Regions from separate parts of the Sus scrofa genome. Here regions 1, 2, 4, 5, 6 and 7 are each linked to region 3. The links are chromatin contacts, called in public Hi-C maps. All regions are on one chromosome and are shown on one strand. The core of a region is the stretch at or near the end of the contact, and the rest is flanking DNA. Distances in the headings are between cores, read along the strand shown. Region 1 holds the start of MEAF6 (MYST/Esa1 associated factor 6). Region 2 holds the start of DNALI1 (axonemal dynein light intermediate polypeptide 1). Region 3 holds the start of C6H1orf109. Region 4 holds the start of INPP5B (type II inositol 1,4,5-trisphosphate 5-phosphatase). Region 5 holds the start of MTF1 (metal regulatory transcription factor 1). Region 6 holds the start of UTP11 (UTP11, small subunit processome component homolog (S. cerevisiae)). Region 7 has its middle 16 kb from the start of ZC3H12A.

The links. Hi-C and Micro-C count contacts between places; a contact is called where the count stands out from the background.
Region 1: a Hi-C map of skeletal muscle shows a contact between it and region 3, with 3 times the contacts expected there. The contact joins the promoter of MEAF6 here to the promoter of C6H1orf109 in region 3. A contact is called at or near these places in 4 of 47 Hi-C or Micro-C datasets (heart right ventricle, liver and skeletal muscle) and 1 of 2 datasets of contacts at active chromatin or transcription factors (alveolar macrophages).
Region 2: a Hi-C map of liver shows a contact between it and region 3, with 6 times the contacts expected there. The contact joins the promoter of DNALI1 here to the promoter of C6H1orf109 in region 3. A contact is called at or near these places in 3 of 5 promoter capture datasets (fetal liver, fetal skeletal muscle and liver), 19 of 47 Hi-C or Micro-C datasets (adipocytes, alveolar macrophages, embryonic fibroblasts and 10 more) and 2 of 2 datasets of contacts at active chromatin or transcription factors (alveolar macrophages and skeletal muscle).
Region 4: a Hi-C map of embryonic fibroblasts shows a contact between it and region 3, with 2.7 times the contacts expected there. The contact joins the promoter of INPP5B here to the promoter of C6H1orf109 in region 3. A contact is called at or near these places in 2 of 47 Hi-C or Micro-C datasets (embryonic fibroblasts and liver) and 1 of 2 datasets of contacts at active chromatin or transcription factors (alveolar macrophages).
Region 5: a contact with region 3 is called in a Hi-C map of embryonic fibroblasts, with 4 times the contacts expected there. The contact joins the promoter of MTF1 here to the promoter of C6H1orf109 in region 3. A contact is called at or near these places in 2 of 5 promoter capture datasets (fetal liver and liver), 10 of 47 Hi-C or Micro-C datasets (alveolar macrophages, embryonic fibroblasts, heart right ventricle and 4 more) and 1 of 2 datasets of contacts at active chromatin or transcription factors (alveolar macrophages).
Region 6: a Hi-C map of liver shows a contact between it and region 3, with 6 times the contacts expected there. The contact joins the promoter of UTP11 here to the promoter of C6H1orf109 in region 3. A contact is called at or near these places in 2 of 5 promoter capture datasets (fetal liver and liver), 2 of 47 Hi-C or Micro-C datasets (embryonic fibroblasts and liver) and 1 of 2 datasets of contacts at active chromatin or transcription factors (alveolar macrophages).
Region 7: a Hi-C map of retroperitoneal adipose tissue shows a contact between it and region 3, with 1.7 times the contacts expected there. The contact joins the enhancer-like site here to the promoter of C6H1orf109 in region 3. A contact is called at or near these places in 6 of 47 Hi-C or Micro-C datasets (alveolar macrophages, fetal liver, heart right ventricle and 3 more) and 1 of 2 datasets of contacts at active chromatin or transcription factors (alveolar macrophages).

The regions. Positions count from the first base shown.
Region 1 is chr6:93,587,490-93,590,635 of Sscrofa11.1, reverse strand. MEAF6 (MYST/Esa1 associated factor 6) reads left to right here and starts at 1,654. Exons shown (of 7, transcript NM_001243456.1): 1 at 1,654-1,744. The coding sequence starts at 1,655.
Region 2 is chr6:93,610,743-93,613,602 of Sscrofa11.1, reverse strand. It overlaps DNALI1 (axonemal dynein light intermediate polypeptide 1), which reads right to left and starts at 1,340. Exons shown (of 7, transcript XM_003361926.3): 1 at 634-1,340; 2 at 518-632. The coding sequence starts at 662. SNIP1 (smad nuclear-interacting protein 1) reads left to right here and starts at 1,434. Exons shown (of 4, transcript XM_021095969.1): 1 at 1,434-1,750. The coding sequence starts at 1,527.
Region 3 is chr6:93,748,964-93,752,010 of Sscrofa11.1, reverse strand. C6H1orf109 reads left to right here and starts at 1,415. Exons shown (of 5, transcript XM_021095972.1): 1 at 1,415-1,714; 2 at 1,890-2,167. The coding sequence starts at 1,893. It overlaps CDCA8 (borealin), which reads right to left and starts at 1,317. Exons shown (of 11, transcript XM_021095971.1): 1 at 1,167-1,317; 2 at 893-1,005; 3 at 626-754. The coding sequence starts at 989.
Region 4 is chr6:93,942,910-93,945,951 of Sscrofa11.1, reverse strand. INPP5B (type II inositol 1,4,5-trisphosphate 5-phosphatase) reads left to right here and starts at 1,554. Exons shown (of 25, transcript XM_021095974.1): 1 at 1,554-1,677; 2 at 2,381-2,464. The coding sequence starts at 2,408. The region is part of intron 2 of LOC106510652 (a long non-coding RNA gene); the gene reads right to left.
Region 5 is chr6:93,882,990-93,885,860 of Sscrofa11.1, reverse strand. MTF1 (metal regulatory transcription factor 1) reads left to right here and starts at 1,457. Exons shown (of 11, transcript NM_001243544.1): 1 at 1,457-1,541. It overlaps INPP5B (type II inositol 1,4,5-trisphosphate 5-phosphatase), which reads left to right. Exons shown (of 25, transcript XM_021095974.1): 25 at 1-390.
Region 6 is chr6:93,992,231-93,995,309 of Sscrofa11.1, reverse strand. It overlaps UTP11 (UTP11, small subunit processome component homolog (S. cerevisiae)), which reads right to left and starts at 1,624. Exons shown (of 8, transcript NM_001244742.1): 1 at 1,545-1,624. The coding sequence starts at 1,607.
Region 7 is chr6:93,523,665-93,526,764 of Sscrofa11.1, reverse strand. No RefSeq gene overlaps it. Among named protein-coding and RNA genes, the nearest start is that of ZC3H12A, 16 kb to the left of the region's middle. Within about 2 kb of position 1,749, at least 17 of the 83 cell types and tissues checked have an H3K27ac peak or open chromatin away from gene starts, as enhancers often do. A contact at or near this core is called in alveolar macrophages, omental adipose tissue, retroperitoneal adipose tissue and 1 more, where this site is marked.

The DNA of each region.
Region 1 (3,146 bases), core at 405-2,904, 160 kb after region 3:
CATGGATACTAGTCAGATTCTTTCTGCTGAAAGATGATGGGAACTCCTGCTCTGACCATTCTTATTCAACATAGTACTGGAAGTCTAGCCAGCACAGTAAGGCAAAAAAAGGAAACAAAAACACACAGGTTGGAAAGGAAAAAAATAAATCTCCCTATTTGCAGATGAATTTATTGTCTACTTTAAAAATCCCAAAGAGGAGTTCCTGTTGTGGCTCAATGGAAACAAGTCTGACTAGTAACCATGAGGATGCAGGTTTGACCCCTGGCCACGCTCAGGCGTCATGAACTGTGGTGTAGGTTGCAGATATTGCTCAGATCTGGCATTTCTGTGGCGGTGACATAGGCCCATGGCTGCAACTCTGATTAGACCCCCTAGCCTGAGAACCTCCATATGCTGCATGTGCAGCCCTAACAACAACAACAAAAATCCCACAGAATCTACCAAAAAACCTAGAATCAATAAGAGAGTTCAGCGAGACCCTGGGTTACAAGATCAACATGTAACAGAATGCAGTAGAGAGAGAAAAAAAAAAGGATTCTTAAATTTAATCTGAATTCTAGAAGGAGAGAGAAACTGAGGTAGAGGATATCCTAGGAAAGATAGCTGAATTTCCCAGAACTGGTGAAAGTACAAATACACAGACTGAAGAAACACAGAGACTTTCAAAGCAAAGCAAAAAGAAAGCAAGAAAGAAGGAAAGCAGGCAAGCAAGCAAGCAAAATGGAAAAAAAAAATCCTACCTGGATTTCTAATGAAATTGCAGAACCCTGAAAAATGGAGAGGAGAAATAAACAGGGGGGAGATGAAAACAAAGTTAACAATATCAGGCTTAATGATTTGACTTAAGTAGTGCTTACTTGCCAAGCACTTACCTTAAGTGATTAATTCCTTATGGAAATTGTATTAGGTAGGAGCTATTATTACTTCCATTTTATAGAGGAGGAAATTGAGCCAAGTGAAATTGAGTTACCTGCCCAGGGTGGGACAGCTTATCAATGGTAGAGGTAGAATTTTGAACTAGGTAGTTAGTTTGTGTCATTAACCACCACACATGTTTGTCTCTCTAAAGGGCAACGGGAAGTCTTTGAAAGGTTTTAAGCAGGGGAGTAACACATTTGTTTTCCCCAAACAAATCATCCTGGCACCACTGTGAATAATGGATTAAATGGAGCTAAGAGTGGAAACGGGAGCTCCTGGAATAATGTACCTAAAATAGGGAGGGCCTGGATGAACGAAGGAGGTGGCAGACAAAAGAAAATAATTTGCGGGCTCTTCTGCGGTCGAGTCCACAGGAATTGGTTTTGGATTGGATTAAGGGGGTGAAGGAGGGTGAGGATGGTACCCAGGTTTCCGACCTGGGCAATTCGGTGGACAGTGAAAGTCATTCACTGAGGAGACTGCGGATAAGTCTGATTTTGGACACGGTGAATTTGCGGTGTAGAAACGCGGTTAGGACCAAAAGCAGAACCCATCAGTGGGGTTCTTTTGGCAGGGCGCGCGCACGCGCGCGCGCGCGGGAGTTCTGCGCGGCGGGGCTCCCCTCCGGAAGTCGCCTGCGCAGGCGCAGTGCAGAGGCGGGCGCCCCCTGGCGGGCGGCGGCGCGCTAGGACCGCCCCCAGCCTGGCGCCGCTGCCGCCCGCCTCAGCCCAACATGGCGATGCACAACAAGGCGGCGCCGCCGCAGATCCCGGACACCCGGCGGGAGCTGGCAGAGCTCGTGAAGCGGAAGCAGGAGCTGGCGGTGAGGGCTAGCACCGGGGGGCGCCCGGGTGGGGACCCCGTGCCTGCCCCTGCCTCCAGACCCCGGCTCCGCCGCGCCGGGCGGTTCGTTACTCGGTGGGCGCAGCGCGGCGCCCGGGAGTCCGGCGGCCTGAGGACGGCTGCGCAGTGCGCGGCCCGCCGGCGCCTCGGCTTCCAGGCGGTGCAGATCCGGAGCCGGGAGCCTGGGCTGGGGGCGGGGCGCGGAGCCGGGGAGGGGGAGGGGGACTAGGCGGGCGGGGGCGTGGAGGAAGGATGGCGCCAGGGGGTGGGGGCTTCTGTGCTGCAGCCCTGCTAAAGCGAGTAACCGTGAGCTCTGCGGGGTAGGCGAGGGCGAGCGGGTCCATGATCTTTAAGGAGTGCGGGGCGGGCGGATCGGTGGGCTGTAGATTGGTCCGGGCTTGCTGGTGGGCTTTAGGTGGGGTGGTGGGGTAGGAGGCGAGTGTGGGAGGGACACTCACACATCCTGCCTGGTCTTTGGAGGATGGAGGGTCTCGTCCTTTTGGGGACTAGGAGTAGATCCGTTAGATGGGGTTTTTGATGGGCAGGGATGTGATGTGTTTGGGAACATCTTAGGAGGTGACAGGCGAGGGGAGCGGACTCGGTTAGGGAATTAAGAATTGTGACACGCAGCCCGGGTCCCTTGGACCGTGGCGGCTAAGCCCTCCCTCCCCTCGCGTTTTGGCTTGGGCACCGGGAGGCCCATCTCACCTGAAGCTGCCCTTCCAGGTTTCCATAGCAACCGGCAGCCCAGTGCTGGCGGCCTTTCGGAGCCTACGGGGAGGGGAGCCAGTTGGCGCTGGAAGGCTGCTTACCCTTCCCTCTCCTGGTAGCAGTACCTTTTATGCGTGGGAGTGGAGACTGCTCTTTTTTTTCCTCCGCCCGGGTTCTTGACAGCTGGGTTTCCACGAAGCCTCTGAGTATATACAAACTTTTGTACATTTTTCTGGGGACAGGCTCTCTCTATTCCATTCTGTCCTCAAGGGATACAAGACAGGTATAGACTGCCTTAGTGTGAAACACCCTGCCCCTGCCCGTGTCATTCCTCCCTCCGCAAGGCTGGTTTGGTGTAGTTGAGCTTGAATTTATAAGTCTGATATAGACTTCAATTTGGGAGTTCCTGTCGCGGCTCAGCGGAAACGAATCTGACTAGTACCATTAGGATGCGGGTTGGATCCCTGGCCTCACTCCGTGGGTTAAGGATCCGGTGTTGCCTGAGCTGTGGTGTAGGTTGCAGACTTCGGCTGGAATCCTGAGTTGCTGTGGCGTAGGACAGCGGCTGTAACTCTGATTCGACCCCTAGCCTGGGAACTTCCAAATGCCTCAGGTGTGGCCCTTAAAAAAAAAAAAAGTTCATTTTGGTTAGGCTTAATGCAAGCATGTAA
Region 2 (2,860 bases), core at 91-2,590, 140 kb after region 3:
GAAGGAAGGACAAGGTGGGACAGGAGGTGATTTAGACACTCAGCTCCACACACTTTGGCAGGCTTTCACCGGGTCACTCGCATACCTCTCCCCCATTCTCAGATCACTCTTCCTCATTAGAAGTTATGTTTCAGAGCTGAAGGAGGCCATGAAGAATCTCTGGTCCCACCCCAACTCAATGCTTCTATCTCCTTGTGCAGATGTTGCTCAGGCCTTTACTTTCTTACCTTTAGAGATGGGGCCAGTCACTATCAGATCTATCCTTGTACACTACCTGGATAGGGCAGGGAGCCCCATCCATCTCTCTGTGACTTTTTTTCCCATCCTAAATCTGCCCTTAGGATCACCCAACATCTGGGCTTCTTGTACCGCTCTCCCACCCTCCTTGCCTGGTCCTAATTCCCTTTATTCCCAGTCACTGCACCCTCTGTCCCTTGGGACTCCCAATCCTCAAGGCAGGGATCTGTCATTCCCCGTGGGAGTTTCCGAGCTCCCCCATCCTGAGACTCCTCCTTACTTTGGGACTCCGTTTCTCCGTGTTGCGGCTCACCAATACCGGGGTATCATACTTGAGCAGAGAGTCGGCGGGGGGGATCATGGCGGCGGCGAGGGTAGCAGCACAGCAGCGACCCTCCTGTCAGGGCAGTGTTTGCCGTCGCCATGGAAACGTCCTTGACATCCTCATGGCCTGGGCGGGGCTTCGAGGCGGGGCGGGGCCAGCAGCTCGAGAGTTTCTTTCTGCTCAACCTTCGAGGAAAGTTCTCCTGCGTTTAGCTTGTCAAGCCTCCTGCTCACCGGGATCGCCTTAGCACTCTTGGAAGCAGGGGAAACTTGAGTTCTGGATCCCTTCGCTGCGTCCAGCTCACGGTTTGAGTAAGGCGCAGATCACTTTCGCTGATCCTGGATTTTGTCACCCGCAAATGGAATCATTTGACTCCTCAGTGAAGGCTGAGGAAGATTCCCAGAGGAAGGCATTTAAAGTTCCCAGGTTTTAAAAAGAGTTTGCCTTTAATGGAGAAATGGCGACGATTTGCCCGGCCGACGATTTGCCCGGGCTACGATCTGTGATTGCATTTCCTTCTCTTCCCCTTTCCTTCGTATTTCCAAACGTAAATGTCATCACAGTCTGCGCACAATTTTGCATCTTGCTTCTTCCATTTAACAAGTCAGACTTTTTTCCATTTGTCGTATAGTTTGTAAATACCATTGCAAATGGTGACATAATCTCTTTTCTACTGCTGGATGTGTAGTTTGTCCCCATGTTTAGTAACTAGTAATAACGCGTCAACAAACAACCTTGAGAGGAGCTTTTTCCCCCCAATTTGTTTTTGAAACCTAAAACTCCCGCCCCACAGAGTCGGGTCCCTAAGGCCCCGCCCACTCGGGATTCTGATCGCGTTATCCGCCGCGAGGGTTTCTGGGAGAGCGCGCACCCGGAAGCGGAAGTCCAGGACTCAAGTCCGTCATTTCCTTCACGGAGAGGAGCGCGACGGTCCTGTTTTTCCTTGGCTCAGCCGTTTCACAGCATGAAGGAGGTGAAGAGCGAGCGGGAGCGGGGAAGTCGGCGAAGGCACCGGGACGGGGACATGGTGGCGGCGGCGACGGTGGTGGTGAAGCAGGAGCGCCTCAGCCCGGAATCCGCGCCTCCTGTCCATCGCCGTCCGGACTCCTCCGGCGGTAGCCCTTCCCCGCTGGCCGGCGAGTCAGGCCGCCCCGGTCACCGCGGGAACCGAGCTCGAGGAGGTAGCCGGTAAGTGGGAAGCAGCCTGGGGTAGACCTGAGGTCGGGCTTTTTGAGAAAGGGGGACAGGGCTGGCACCAGGAGCACACCTTGAATGCTGAGCGCGGCAGCTTGAATTAATCCTAAGGCGATAGAAGTGACCGGTTGTGAGTGTGTTAACGTTTACTCTGATACCTGTTACTTGCGTTATACCTGGGCGTTAAACGCCTAATGCCTGATGGGCAAGTTCTTGCTCCTTCATCTCTGTGTGCTCAGCATTTCTCCGAGTATGGTCCAGCTGATGACAATGATAGTTTATGTTGAAATGAAAGATTTTTCCCACCTGCCTCCAAATGGGGTTATTTTTTCAGTTATCTGCCCCAAGAAGTTTTCATATCCTGAGCCTAGGTGATCTGTCTGATATTCTGGGGGGAAATTGTCTTTTGCGAACAATTTATTCATTCATTCGACATAGTTTTGTCGAGTACTTATTATGTGCTAAAGACCTCATAGGTTATAAAATAATGTGGAAAATAGCTATGTACAATTTTTTAAAATATAAATGTATATGTGGAATTTGAATCAAACTGTAAAATTATACACAGATAAAACTGAAATAAAGAAAATAATGGGAGTTCCCATTGTACCTCAGCAGTAACGAACTGGACTAGTATTCTTGAGGACTATGAGGATGTAGAATTCATCCCTGGCCTCGATCAGTGGGTTCAGGATCCAGCGTTGCCATAAGCTGCATTGTAGGTCGAAGATGCGGCTCTGATCCTGTGTTGCTATGGCTGTGGCGTAGGCCAGCAGCTGTGGCTCTGATTTGACCCCTAGCCTGGGAACTTCCATATGCTAAGGGTGTGGCCCTAAAAAGACAAAAAAAAAAAAAAAAAAAAAAAGGAAGAAAGAAAGAAAAAGAAAAGAAAATATGAGGCAGGCAGGCAGGCCGTCCTGGGTATTGGGGTGGAAAGAATGAGCATGATAGATGATCTCTACCCTGGTGAAACTGAGATGCTCTAGCCCTGAGACAGAATAACAAGGAAATAAAGAAAATAATTTGTTAGTAACAAGTACTAGGGATAGGTTAAGACAGTAATGTCATAGAGAGTGGAGAGAAGTGGTTCTCTGTGAAAAGTCT
Region 3 (3,047 bases), core at 166-2,665:
ACAGCTCATGGCAACACCAATCCTTAACCCACTGAGTGGGGCCAGGGATCCAAACTGCATCCTCATGGATACTAGTCAGATTCGTTACCACTGAGCCACAGTGGGAACTCCCTGATCTGCCCATTTTAAAACTGGCAATTTCCATAAGCAGAAGGACCTGCTTGGGGTTATCCTTCCACCTGAGCTCTGGTAACAGACCAAGTTATTCATTTGTTTGTTTTTAAATGGTTGGATCAAAAAAAAAAAATCTTATAATGTGAATCCACATTTTAGTATGTCCATAAATACATGTTTATTGGAATACAGCTGTGCCCATTCATTACAGCTGTTTCGGAACTATCACAGCAGAGATGAGTAGTTTTCAATGAGAACCATTTGGCCCATAAAGCCTAAAATATTTACTACCCGATTCTGTAGAGAAAATGTTTGTTTGCCTACCTGCACAAGTAGATGAGGTTAAAAGCAAAGGAGAAAAATAAAGCAAGGCAGTGAGACAGAGTGGGGATGGGTAAGGTTGCAGTTTCCTACAGGGATCTTGGACGACTTCAGGATGAAGATGAAGGCTGTCATTGGAACCACAGAAGGGCTCCAGGTCGAGGCCTGGGGAAACTCTAGCAGCTCTTACCGAAGTACTCGAGCCAGTTCATCTCGCGCAGTGCCTTGGGGAGTCGCAGGATCTCGATGTTGTACAGGTTATCCATCTCCTTGAGGAGGTTCTGCCTGTCTGACTGAATTTGCTTGGATCGTATTTGCACTGCAAGAGGGCAGAGCGGACAAGACGTGGGTCACCAGTGGGCAAACGGGGCCTGGAATCCGTGCGGCCTGCGCCCCAACCCGCCAGCACCCCGCGATTGTCCCAGATGCCAGCGACCTCCCGGGCTCCGCCCCTTACCTTCACGGTCGAAGTCTTTAAGAAAGGAAGCGAGCTTTCGGCTCCGTAGCGAGTTGTTCTTGGCCACCCGACTGCCGCCTTTCCTAGCCGGAGCCATGGCACTTCGCTGGAGACTGCGGGGAGAGAGGGGCCAAGCCAAAGGGTGTCAGCGGCGGAGAAAGGGAGGGAAAGGGGGCCGCGAAGGAGCAGGAGAGGGCGGAGGACACCCCAGGGGGGTTGGAAGGGGACCCCTGCCCTTCCCGGCATGAGCATAAACGATTCGCGAGGCACTCACCTGTGGGCCCCGGTAATAGGGGCTGAGAAAACCCTGGCTGCTTCAGCTGAGAGGGAGCGGCTCCGGGACTAACCGGACGTGCGACCGCCGCCACCAAATTCAAACTGCCACAAGCTGACCAATGAGAAGCCGCCGTCTTAGAGGGTCCCACAACAGCCAATCGCAGGGACGCTCTGCGATCGGCCAGTCAATTCACACGCAGGACTACAGCACCCAGAAGTCATTGCAGTTTGACGGCATATTTTCGCGACTCTGTAGCCACGTTGGGGCATGCGCAAAGAGAGTCCCTAAGGCTCTTGAGGGCCTAGAGAGGTCCTCAGACTTTAACTGCCTTAGCTTTAACTTTTGCCGCTGGTTTAGGGAAGGCGAGCCGTAACTTCATGGAGAGGAGACAAGGTTCGGGTTCAGGAAACTCGAGACGGCCCGGGAAACCCACAGTCTGAAACAGAAAACTACCCGAAGCCGGATGAGCCTCCTGCGAGGAATAGTCAAGAAATCTTTCCCGAGGTGGGAAATAAGGGTCCTGCCTTCCGAGAGCCTGTGTAAAGGTAAGACAACCCCTCACTCTAGAAACTCCCGTCGGGAGGGATAGACAGCTACCTGAGGAAACCCTGGGTTAGCTGGACCTCACTTGAGAACGGAAATAACTCCTACCGACTTGGTACTTCCCCTACCGACTTGGGACTCTAGGGCTGTGTCTTTTTTTTTTTTTTCCTCCCACAGAAGATGACTCAAGTTGGGCCTTTGCTTGCCGTGCAGGAGGCCCTAAGGAAGTGCTTTCTCGTGGTGGAGGAGCAGCAAGGCCTGTGGCAGAGCGTTCTTAAGGACTGCCCGCCGCTCCTGGCCTCCCTCAGTAACCTGGCAGAGCAGCTGCAGGCCGCACAAAATCTGCGATTTGAAGATGTGCCGGCACTTCGGGCCTTCCCAGACTTACAGGAGCGGCTGAGACGCAAGCAGCTGGCGGCTGGTGACATTGTCCTGGACAAGCTAGAGGAGAGGCTGTAAGAGGTTTAGTGGCTCTGTTCTTGGTGGAAAGATTTTAAAGCTAGGTGTTTAGAAAACTAGGATCAGTTAGAAGGATGTTTTTCTCCTTACTTGAGAGCTTTGTATTTGGGGATGTGTCAACCTTACGTGCTTTTCATCTGTTGCAATGGGACCTCTGTCAAAAAGCCACTTTCTGACATTTCTTTTGTCAGGCTAGGGGTGGCAATGGTGGACTTCGTAAAAGTTACCAAAGCAGAACAGAAAAACAGTGGAGAAAGCTTATTAGCCCTCCTCTGTAAGTTTTTCTTTGGTAAAAAGCAGCAAAGAGCTGTACTATAAACTTAGTGGGTGCCAGAGCTGAGGGTTTTACGTCCATTATCCGTAAAATCTTTTCTGCACCTCTATGACTTAACCTCACTTAATCTCATTTTTCCGGTGAGGCAGCTGAGGCCCAAGCAGATTGCCTGTGGTCCTGCAATTAGTAAATGGTAAAGCTGGGATTCTCATCCAAGTGTATCTGACACCAAGGCCGGAGCTCTTAACCACTACTTTGTTCTGCTGTACATTGGTGTGTCTGTGCCAGGAGTGGTACCCCTCTAAGCTCTCGTTATGCCTAGTGTTAGACTCTCTGGCTTCGAGTTATAGGTAATTGAGGATAGAGGAGAGACAGGGAACTTATGGCCTTTCCTTGACCAGGACAAAAGAAGGTTCTAGTGTATAGAGTCTGTGCTGTTAACTAATAGGAGACTGTCAAAGATGAGTGCCTTCTTGGTATTCATTTGTTTAAAAAAAATTTTATTAACAGCCTATAGGAGAGTTCCTGTTGTGACTCAGTGGATTAAGGACCCAGTGTTGTCTCTGTGAGGATGTGAGTTCAATCCCTGGCCTCACTCGGGG
Region 4 (3,042 bases), core at 305-2,804, 190 kb before region 3:
GTACAAACCTGAACTGGTCACTAAGGCAGCAACCCTCAGCTTAGGGCAAGAGGAGGGAAGATGGGTTAGAAATCACGTGGTCAGAGTTCCCACTGTGGCTCGGTGGATTAAGGACCTGACGTTGTCTCTCTGAGGATGTGGGTTCAATCCCTCGCCTGGCTCAGTGGGTTAAGGATCCAGCATTGCAGTAAGCTGTGGCATATGTGACAGACGCAGCTCGGATCCAGCATGGCTGTGGCCTAGGCTCCAGCTGCAGCTCCGATTTGACCTCCATATGCCTCCAAAGAAAAAAGAAGAAAATCGCATGGTCACTTCTTCCCCAGGACTGACCCTTCAGCTTGGCTCAAAGCTTGAGAGAAGGAGTATTTATTAAGGTAATTTGCTAATTCAATAAACATATCCTGAAGGTTACCTGTGTGCCACAAACTACACTGGGGTGAGACTATTGGGGGAGCTTACAGTTTACTCAAATGGCCAATAGGCTGGACTCCCTGATCTGAGCTGGCCCTTTTTGTCCTTATCTTAGGTGGGGAAATCGAGGTCCCAAAGGAGGGATGCTTTACCCAGGTGCCTGAGGCCAGGTGAACGAGGGGAAGGGGCTGGAGAACAACAAAGTCAACACTCAGGCTCTCTTGAGAGCCAAGGGACCCCCTTCCCTGACCTCTTTCCTCCCTGAGAAGGAGAGAGGATGGGGTCTCAGCGAAGTACTGTATATGCACAGGGTCACACCCTTTATGAAGCGTTTGTATCCATGAACCTCAAACAGCCCCATGAGGCAGGCAGGACCGGGTGCTGCCATCACAGACACTGCTGAGGCTAAGGGAGGAAATGCACACGTGGCAGTGTTGATGGCAAAGAAGTTGTAATTAGGATTTTTTTTTTTTTTTTTTTTTTTGTCTTTTTAGGGCAGCATCTGTGGCACATGGAAGTTCCTAGTCTAGGGGCTGAATCGGAGCTGTAGCTGCCAGGCTATACCATAGCCACAGTGATGCAGGATTCGAGCTGCGTCTGCAACCTACATCACAGCTCATGGCAATGCCGGATCCTTAACCCACTGACCCAGGCCAAGGATCAAACCTCCATCCTCTTGGATACTAGTCAGATTCATTTCCTCTGAGCCACAATGGGAACTCTGGAATCAGACTTTAAATAGAGGCCCCATTTTGCCACTTTGCTAGCTGCGGTGGGGCCTTGGTCAAATTATGCAACCTGAGCCTCAGTTTCTTCACCTGGAAAATGGGGACTGTGGTTCTTCATAGTGTTGTTCTCCTTTAAGCTAGGTTGGGGTAATTATTTGGGGAGGGAGAGTTCCAGTAGAGGCCAGTGTTGAGAGCTGAGGAGGACACTCAGGAGAAAATGTTGTCCCTTAAAGTGACCATCTTCTTCCTGGGCCCTGGGCAGGAGGTTCTGGCTCCATGACAGAGGGTGGACGGTGAGGCAGGAGCAGTCCTTAGGAAAACGTTGTTGGAATAGGAGCCCATTCTATCCCAGGTCCTAAGGGGTTACCCGGGGCAGGGACAGGAGGGCCCTCCCCTAGGGATTGGCGCGGGCATGCTGGGACTTGCAGGCGGCTGACCAGCCTGTGGCGCAGGGGCTGCTGGGAAATGTAGTCCCTGGCTGGGCCCCGGGGCCGGGCCGCGGTGTTCCGCACCGCCAGCAGCGGTGACAGCTCTAGAGGTAGGTGGCAATGGCAGGGTAGCAGGAGCTGGTGGGAGCAGGGAAGCCAGGCAGGGCTGAGCAGGAGGGACTGGACAACTTGAGGGCCGGGACCCCTGTCCTGAGGCTGTCAGAACCAGACACCCTGGCCTGCGGCTGATGCAATGGGGCCTGCTGGGCTGGGGGAGGGCCAAGGAGCAACGGGACACTTTCCCATCTCCAAGGAAAGGAGCACAGGACTTGTCCAGGCTGAGAGGCTCCTTTTCTGAGAGGAACAGGGTTTCTCCACAACCCCATGGAGATACCCCTCTGACACCTCCCTGAGAGGTGCCAGCAGGACTCATTCTGCTCCCCCAAAAGAGAGGCAGAGCTCCATCCCAGGAGCAGTGGGACAGTGTCCTGCTCTCCAGTAATGGGACAAGGCACCACTCCACATCCGACAAGTAGACTGGACCCCATTTAGAAACGCTTGGATGCCCTTCCAGACAAAGGGTGGTACAGCACATTGTACCTCCCACCAGAGGCAAAGGTTTGGCCCCTCTCCCTAGAAACTAAGAGGTCCATTCTAGAGGGGAGGGGCGGGGAGGAGGAGGGAGAGGATCCGGCCTCCTCCACCCTCTCCCAGCACAAAAGCCCCTCCTCCCTGCCCCCAGCCCTCGGAGGCAGCTCCATCACCCACTGGGAGACTTGTTGACTTAAGGAGCCCCCGTTTGCCCTCCCCCAGGGTGTGTCTGCTCAGCGGGGGCCCAGCATGGACCAGTCTGTGGCCATCCAGGAGACCCTGGCTGAGGGGGAGTACTGCCTCATCATATCCTGCCTGGCCTTGGCAAGTGGAATGACTGGTGTCCGCACGTGTGTATCTGCTTGCCTCCCTCTCTCTGTGCCATGGGGTCGGGGGGGGTGGGGGTGGGGGGGGGAGGCGGCATGCAGGGAGAAGGAAACCAGCACTTTTTTTTTTTTTTAACTTTAAGGCCTCACCTGCGGCACATGGAAGTTCCCAAGCTAGGGGTCCAATTGGAGCTGCAGATGCCGGCCCATGCCACAGCCACAGCAACACCAGAACTGAGCCATGTGTGCAACCCACACCGCAGCTCACAGCAACGCTGGATCCTTAACCCACTGAGCGAGGCCAGGAATCAAATCCACGTCCTCATGGATACTAGTCGGGTTCATTACTGATGAGCCACGATGGGAACTCCAGAAACCAGCACTTATTAAGCATTTATCCAGTCCCAGACTCTCTGCCAGGTGTTTTACATACTCAGTTATCCTCCTACCTGCTGTGAAGCTGGGAATTATTATCACCATATCACAGATGAGAAAAAGTCAGAGAGGTGAAGCGACTTGCCCAGGGTCACCCAGCGAGTCTGTGTCGGTGAGGGTAGG
Region 5 (2,871 bases), core at 208-2,707, 130 kb before region 3:
ACAGTGCCTTCCCTGTAGCTTGGGCCCAGCTCCTCACAATCAGATAGCTGAACAAACTTTGGAGTCTGGAAGGATAAATGAGTTGGACACAGGAATGCAAACGGAAGCTGCTGAATAAACAGGTCACAGCCACACCAGATGCCTCCAGCACTCTGTCTGAGGACATGTGTGTATGCATATGCAAACCCTACCCCACTTCCAACTCAAATGTGGCTCACCTCTGGAGCTGGCCACTAAGCCTTTGAGGCCAATACAGTGGCGTGAAAATGAAAATACTGAAGAAATTGTTGTTCTGGTGAAACAAGTGGAATTTTCTGGCCAACGAATCCTCCAAACTGTATATAATGCATTCCCTCTCTCACATGTGTAATATATTTTAATGATAAATATATTTTTAACAGTGGTGTTTGTTTTTATCTTTTAAGAGGTGGCAGCTCTCAGCAGGTGGAAGTTTGTGGCTTAAGCACTGGGACAGCTGGTCAGGGGCCAGAGAGATATTTGCCTGGCAGTCTGGTGTTAATAGCCACTATTCACATTTTTCAAGCAAGAGAGTACAGGCATGGCTGCAACCCCTTGACCCCTAATCTAGTGTCTAAGGGTTGTCCCACTCTGAATATCCTAGAGAAGTAGCTTAAAAAATAGGCAGTGGCTGCTGAGAAGTTCTGACAGCTACATCTTCCAGGCATTTACAAGTCAGGAGCCGAGTGAAACCTCTTCTTGGAACACCACTACTTACTGTTCCTTGGGAGTGCAAAGTGATTTAGATGTGGGCCAGTAGGATGACAATGTGAAAGGGAATGGCCAGTAGGTGGCGCTGCCTTAGCCTGAGCGCGAGTACCCTGGAAGTCGACAGTCTCTTCAGGGAAAAAAGTTGGAACAAACGGTCTGGACAGGTGGGTGAGGAGGGAGTTGGGCGTCTTAGAGCATGTGAGACGGGGAAGAGGTGGAGGCATCCTCTGGCCAGCCTTGGAATACTCATTTCTGCCTTTGGGGTCCAATCTAATTTTCTTGGGCTCTTCTGCCCATATTAACTTTATTAGGTGAGGAGGGGAAGCTGGGGCCATAGTAGGAGAAATGAGGAATATCACAATTTTACAGGCTTTCCCCTTGCGGTCCCGGCTGGAATTCGGCGGCTGTGGTCCTTCTCGTTGCATTTGTGGCTACCAGGGTGAGGGCAGCGCAAACTGGGTTGAGGTTACTTTGGATTAGTGGTTGGATTAGCGTCCGGTGCCTCTGGAGCGGATCCTCGACTCCGTGAGGAGAGCGGACAAGGCGAGCCTAAGCCCGCGCGGGACAAACACGCTCCGCGAGGTCTCCGCGATGCCCTGCCCCGCCTCTCCCGCTCGCCAATTGGAGGCTCGAGCTCAGCCCCCACACCAGCTAAACCAACCAGAAGCGCCAGGGAGAGGCGGAGCCCATATCTGCTCCTTCCTCCGGAAAGCGGAAGCGGAAGTGACGTTCGGGGAAGGTGGGGGCAATCATGGTGCCGCTGGGGAGGGGAGAAGCTGCTGCCGCCGCCGCTGTTGCCGGGAGCCGCGGAGGTAAAAGGCGAAATTAGACGCGGCCTGGGCTGGGGACTTCCTGGGGGGCGCGGGACTTAGGCTCCCTCCTGAAGCATTTCCCAGTAGGGACCCCAGTCCGGTCACCATAGGGACCCCACCCCTCCTCCGTTTCCATGGGGATGGGTATCCAGCCCCCCTCCCCTGTTTCCATGGAGATCCGGACCCTGCCCCTCTCCGTCCGGCTTGGAGCCCCCCAGCCTGTCTTCGGGTTTTTCCGTGTAGCCCCGGACTGGGGGTTATCCCAGACAGGTTCCTTTTCCCAGCCTCCTCTCAAGGGTGCTTCGTTTGTACTTCTCGTTTGCTACCTTCGAATCTCCTGGTCTTGTTTGTTCCGGACAGTTGGTCTCCGCGTTGCCGCCTGTGGTGCCGGGTCAGCCCAGTGGGGCCCCCGGTACTCTTATCTCTCCTCTCAGATGCAGCGAAATGTGCATCTACCGGGTTGCGTAAGCCAGAGCAAGGGGTCGGGCCGGTTCCTCCCGGATCAGATCCCTTGGCCTGTCTCTGGTAACTACTACTCTGTTTAGCTGCCCTACAGCGTTAAAGGTTCACTTTAATCCAGAGCAGAAGAGAAAGCTAAAGTGCAAAGCCAGACTGAAAACTAAAAGTGATGTGCTAAATATTTTAAAATTCACTCCTCAGTCTCCCAAAGCTACATTTGTAGAACCTGTGTGTTTGCAGGTAAAAGAAGAGTCACTATAAATAAGACTCATCATTCCCTCATTGTAGAAAGGACACTATAAAGCATAGTTACTAGTGGACACCAGATTGTTTTAGGAGAGAAATATATAAAGTGATCTTCACTAGATATGCCTGATTAGGGATCAGCCCCTCTACCCATCTGTTCTTGGAAGGAGGGAACAAATTCACACTTGAGTCCTCCAAGGTTGTCAGACATTGTGCCTTGACATACATAATCTCTTTTACTCTGAACAACAATTTCTTGAGAATAGGAATTACCAGTCTCACCTTACTTGTGAGAAAAACTGAGGCACAGAACATTTACCCCAGTAGTAGTAAGTAGTAGAGCTGGGATTTGTGGGTAGGTGACTCTGCCTCCAAAGCCCTGACTATTCCACCCTAGACTTACTGTCTCATGGTCTGATTTGGGGGATATTTGGGGGGAGTGTCCTTTCTTGAAGATTTATAGCAACTCAGCCTTGAAGCACTTTGCCCTTATTTCCCCTAAAGTTTTTTGGTGTTTTTTTGTTTAGTTTTTTTTGGGGGGGGGCGGTGGCCATACCCACAGCGTGGGGAAGTTACTGGAGCAGGGATCAGACCTGAGCCACAGCAGTGACAACACTGAATCCTT
Region 6 (3,079 bases), core at 375-2,874, 240 kb before region 3:
GTGCTCAAAAAGTGACAGCTATTATCACTGCCTTCCAAGTTTCACTGTAATGCTTTCTCTAATCATCTCTCCTCTTTCTACTCATGTTCCTCATTGGGCGTTTTTTGTTTTTTTCTCTTTTCTTAAAAATTATTTTTCTTTCTTTCTTTTTTTTTTCTCATCAGGCATTGTTTATATAAAGCTGCTGCTTTATCCAACTTTTAGTAGCCTCTGGATTCAAAACACTTGGTCTGATTCCTGGCTTTGCCAATTGCCAGCTACAGCTGTATGTCTTTGGGCAAATTTCTTAACCTGAGTCTTAGCTTCCCCATTGCAAATATAAAAAAAAATAGTACCTACTTCCACACACACTTGAAAGCTAAATGTGATTAGAAAAGCAAAGCATTTTGCACTTTGGCTCCCACACACAGTAAGCACTTCTAGGTGTTTTTACTTTTAGATAGGTCCACACATAGGTGCAAAGAAGTTGGCAAATTACACTACTCCCAGCACACCGCTGAGCACACAGCAAGTGCACAACAAATGTCGGATAAATACGATAAAGCAGTAAGATGGAACTGTGGTTGGGAGGCCTTACTTCCATTCCACTCATCAGTGGTACAACTTTAGACATATCCTTCTCTCTCTCTTCCCCATCTTATAAAATGAAGTTGGACCAGATACCCTACAGACCTTTCTGAATTGGATATTGTGTGATTCCTGAGAGCACTAGAATAAATTGATTCTGCATATACTAAGCAAATTTCTACTCAACCCTCCCACACAGGCACATCCACCAAAGACGTCCTACAACTCTTTACTAGGCCTGAATTTGGTGTTTCTGATCGGGCAAATCAGTTTCACTCTTTGGACCTCAGTTTATTCATCTGTGTAACGGGGATGAAAAACACCAACACTACATGGTGAGACAGAAACAAAAAGCGTATGTGATAAATCTTCATTGACCCCAAGGCCCAGGCATGATGATGGTATCACATTAAGAACACCAATCTCAGAGTTCCCTGATGGCTCAGCAAATTAAAGATGGGGTGTTGTCACTGCTACGGCACAGGTTCCATACGTGGCCCGGGAACTTCCGGAAGCGGGGCGGAAGGCCGGAAAAAAAGGAAGAAGAAAAAAAAAAACCAATTCTGCACACGCAGTGGGCACAGCTGAGCATCTTTAGATGTGGGCACTTACTGTGTGAACTTTGACCTCAGCTTCCCCGGAAAAAAAAAAGCACTTTACAAACAGCATCTCATTTAACTACTTCATTGAAAACTCGCAAGATAGCTTTGATTATCCCCAAAGTATGAGGACAGCCGCGTTCTTCCTAGAGAGAACTACAACCTCCTCCTCCTCCTCTCTCCTCTCCGAACCGCGAGCCTCGAACCACGAGCCTCGGTCCCAGCTACGCCAGCGTCATTAGCATATATTTGCAGGTATTTACACGTAGCATCTCTGCATAGAAAAGGCCAAGACCCACAGGTAAAACGGAGTAGGTTTGCGACGAGGATAGCACACGGGCCCACAGGCCAGCGCTAGTGGGGACTATGCGGTCCTACCTGGCTTCGCTCTCGGTGTTCCCGCTGCCGGGATTTAGCCGCCTTCCGAAAAGCCGCCGCCATGTCGGCTCGCTTCTGGAACAGCGCAGTAGGCAACACAGGTTCCTCACCGGATCAGCCGCCGTTTCTACAGATCCTACCGGAAATAGGCCAAGCCGCCGGCGGCTTAGGACCGCCTACTTCTTCTCGGCAGCGTATCCAGAGCCTGCCCTTCAGGAAGTACGTCATGGAGCAAAGGCGCCCTCCCCAAGCTGTTTCTGGGAAGTGTAGTTCCTTAGGTCTAGTCTCATAACTCTACGACAGCCAGTTTGGTTCGCCAGACCTTGGTCCACGTGTACTGGACTTCACACTCGGTTGTGGGTCGGTACCTGGAAACAAGCGGCAGGCACTGCCCTAGGGCCGAGCTGGACCTGTGTGCGCCTGCTCAGTCTCATACGCCTCTTCATTTGACGTATTTACGCGGTGCGTTTAAAGCTAGGACCCCCATGAATTTTCCCCGTGTACCAGAGAAAGCTTTCTACAAGGAGACAGCGACCTTAAAGTCATGTCTGGCTCTGCCAGTTACTGGCTATGTGACTTTGGACAGGTCGCTTGACTTTAATGAACATCGTTTTTCTCATCTATAAAGCAAGGATAATAATAGCATGCACTGCTTGCCTCATAGGGCGGTCAAAGAGCTCATAGTTGAACGAAGGAGTCATATCATGGCATTAATTACAGAGTTCTAAGTCTCTCACACCCTCAAGGTGTGGCTGACAGAATGAGTGTCAGAGGCAGTACCATGTAATGATTAGGACCATAAACCACGGAGGTGTGTTCTGATCCTAACTGTTAGCAGCCAAAACAAAGTTAGCTTCACTGAACCTTATCTCCCATCTGTAAAATGGAGGTAATAATACTATACTACAGGATTGTTGTGAGAATAAAATGTTTAAATGTTTAAAGTCCTTAATACTCTGTTCGCCCATTAGTAAGTTCACAATTTATTGGACCTATTATTGTTATTATTGTTGTAATACTAAACATACTTGTAAGGATAGATAGAGAGTTGGGCACAGCGGAGCATTCCAGGGGCATTTGGCTTCTTTTCCACCATGTGAAGTTAACCTTTAGCAAGTTCTGTAATTGCATCTGCGTCTTTTTTATTTTATTTGTTTATTTATTTATTTTTGCTTTTTAGGGCTGCATCCATGGCATATGGAATTTCTCAGGCTAGAGGTCCAATCCAAGCTACAGCTGCCAGCCTACACCACAGCCACAGCAATGCTGTAGGATCCAAGCTGCATCTGTGACCTACACCACAGCTCAGAGCAACACCGGATACTTAACCCACTGAGCAAGGTCAGGGATTGAACATGTGTCCTCATGGATACTAGTCCAGTTCGTTACCGCTAAGCTACAACGGGAACTCTGCACCTGTGTCTCTTGACAGGGCTCAACCCTGCAGCTGAAGAACTCTGGGGAAATCCTTTTCTCAGTCCCCAGAGGTGCAAATCCAGTAAACCAGTGGGCATGTAAAAGCTGAAAGTCGGTGA
Region 7 (3,100 bases), core at 500-2,999, 230 kb after region 3:
GATGGAAAGGCCTCTCGTGAGGTTCCTGGTAACCCTGGCTTTTGGGAATGGGTGGAACATAGACAGGTAAGGATGGGTAGAGGGCGATTCCACTGCTGCCCCCATCCCACCCCACTTGGCAAAGTCATCTTCCTTCAACACTCAGCTTGCCTCTTCTCACAACAGTTCCTGATGCCCCCTGAGAGGTCACACTGCCCCCTTGCCTGCAGGTGCTCCCATCAACCCATCCTATAAAGGCAGGATCCAGGCTGTCGTCCCCACTAGGCTGTTGGACTCCATCCGGACTCTCTCTCAACCCCCGAGAGCTGCCCAGCACGTCACTGGTGCTCAGTGCATGTTTGATGACTTCGGTTGATTTGGGAATGGCTCCAGGTCCTCCTTGGCTTTTTATTTTATTTTACTTTAGTCTTTTTGCCTTTTCTAGGGCCACTCCCTTGGCATATGGAGGTTCCTAGGCTAGGGGTCTAATCAGAGCTGTAGCTGCAGGCCTACACCAGAGTCACAGCAATGCAGGATCCGAGCTGCGTCTGCAACCTACACCACAGCTCAAGGCAACGCTGGATCCTTAACCCACTGAGCAAGGCTAGGGATCAAACCCGCAACGTCATGGTTCTTAGTCGGATTCGTTAACTACTGAGCCACGACGGGAGCTCCCCTCCTTGGCTTTAGAAAGGCCCTGGGCAGGTGGAGAAGGAGTCCTGAGTGGTGGTGATCTGGGCCGTCCCTCCTTGCTCTGAACCCCCTCCTGTCAGACGGATTCCTCAGGCAGGGTTACCCCCTCCCTTCATTAAGACCCCCTCCTGACTCTGCCTTAGGCTCCCACTTCCAGTCCCCCACTTCCAGTCCGGCCCTCTCCTTGTCTCTGATTTCCCAGGATGCCCCCCCCCAGCCCCCGGTGGCTGCCCTGCTCACCCTGATTGGGCTCTGACACCCACACTGGCTCCCCCATGTGGGGATCCCCCCTCACCCCATTTGTGCTCTGACACCCTGAGCCAGATTCCCACTCAGACCCCTCCTCACTCCACTGTGACACCCCCTCTTGTCTTCTGTGGTTCCCACCCCCATACAGACATCTCCCTTGATTTGCTGGTTTTATCAACTGATGGCTTTTTCAGGGCCACACCCGCAGCACATGGAGGTTCCCAGGCTAGGGGCTGAATCGGAGCCATAGCCACTGGCCTATATCACAGTCACAGGAACATGGGATCCGAGGTGTGTCTATGACCTACACCACAGCTCAGGGCAATGCTGGATCCTTAACCCACTGAGCGAGGCCAGGGATTGAACCTGCGTCCTCGTGGATACTAGTCAGATTCGTTTCTGCTGAGCCATGACAGGAACTCTGAGAAGGCAGCTCTTGTAGACGGAGGGATGAAGCTTGGGGACAGCCATTGCTGCTGCCTGGATGATGGGTATCTGAGGGGGTCTGAGGTGCCTGGGCAGGTGTTGGGGGACTGTGGGAAGCGGGTCAGGGTCTGCAGGACACAGGCTCTGAGTGATAGGACTTCTTCGTGCCAGGGCACCGGGCAGACCACCCCTTCCCCATCTGTGCCCCTTTACGGCTCTCTCTGTCCCCATCTCTGGTCACCTTGAGGAAGAGGACCTGGAAATTCTGCTTTGGTGGCTGAAGCAGATGTCACTGACCTCCTGATGGAACCACCAGATGATCTTTGCAACCACGGGTGGAGAGAGTGCTGTGGCTAATCCCTCCACCCCCACTTCCCCAGAGAGAAGAGGAAGTTAAGGATCAGGGGTTGCGTAAATTGCCCTCAGTGGCTCCCGGAATCCCAGACTCCAATCCCAGCATCTTCCGGCCACCGTTGGCCTTTCCCCGGCCTCTCCCCGCCCCGTTTCTTTATCATGCTTTGGAGGTAACGAGCTTCTTGAGTCGGAGCCAAGCTTGAGGTTAGGGCTCAGGGTTAGGACTCTGTAGTCAGACAGAAAGCAGGTCAAGGGGTCAGGAACTTTCCCCCAAACCTCAGGGGCAAGCTCTGAGGCACCTTCATTGGAGTGGGGGATTTGGAGCAGGATGACCATATAATTAGTCATCCAGTTTAGGATACTTTTGAGAATGAAAGGGAGTGCTATTAATAATGACACCATGGCCGTAGTGGTTAATGAATCCAACTAGGAACCATGAGGTTGCGGGTTCGATCCCTGCCCTTGCTTAGTGGGTTAAGGATCCAGCGTTGCCATGAGCTGTGGTGTAGATTGCAGACAAGGCTCGGATCCCGCGTTGCTGTGGCTGTGGCTGTGGCCGGCGGCTATGGCTCCTATTAGACCCTTAGCCTGGGAAACTCCATATGCCATGGGAGCTGCCCAAGAGATGGCAAAAAGACAACAACAACAACAACAACAAAAAGGATGCCATGGCAACAGCTGTGAACAGAGAGGTGAGGTCACTATTAATGGTACCACCTGCCCAGCCCTGTCTCCACCTCCACAGCCTCAGAACCCCCCCAGACCTGGCACAGAACAGCAGCCAGTTACTAGGCAGTTAATGGTGCTGGGCATTCAGCAGAGCTTGTTTGTTTGTTTGTTGGTTGGTTTTGCTTTGTTTTTTGCTTTTTAGGACCGTACCTGTGGCACATGGAGGTTCCCAGTCTAGGGGTCAAATTGGAGCTGCAGCTGCCAGCCACAGCCACAGCAATGCAGGATCTGAGCCGTGTCTTCAACCTTACACCACAGGTCATGACAACGCCGGGTACTTAACCCACTGAGCAAGGCCAGGGATCGAACCTTCGTCCTCATGGATGCTAGTCAGATTCGATTACTGCTGAGCCACAACGGGAACTCCAGCAGCAGAGCTTGTTTTATTAGCTCTCCATGACAACATGTGGCTGATCTACTTATTGTTCCCATTATATTTATGGAGAGGCTGAGGCCCAGAAGACTCTTGCCCAAGAAATACGCAGCTGGTGAGTGGTAGGGTTGGGATTTAAATCCAGGGAGTCTGGCTTTCCTTGGGAAGATTATGATAAAAATTTAATGAACTGGTTTGGCCCACAAGAATTGTGCCATGGAATGAGGGTTCCTCAATCTTTCATCAGACCTCTGCGCACCCCATCCCATCACCCCAGTCTCTTGTAGCTGTTTTTTT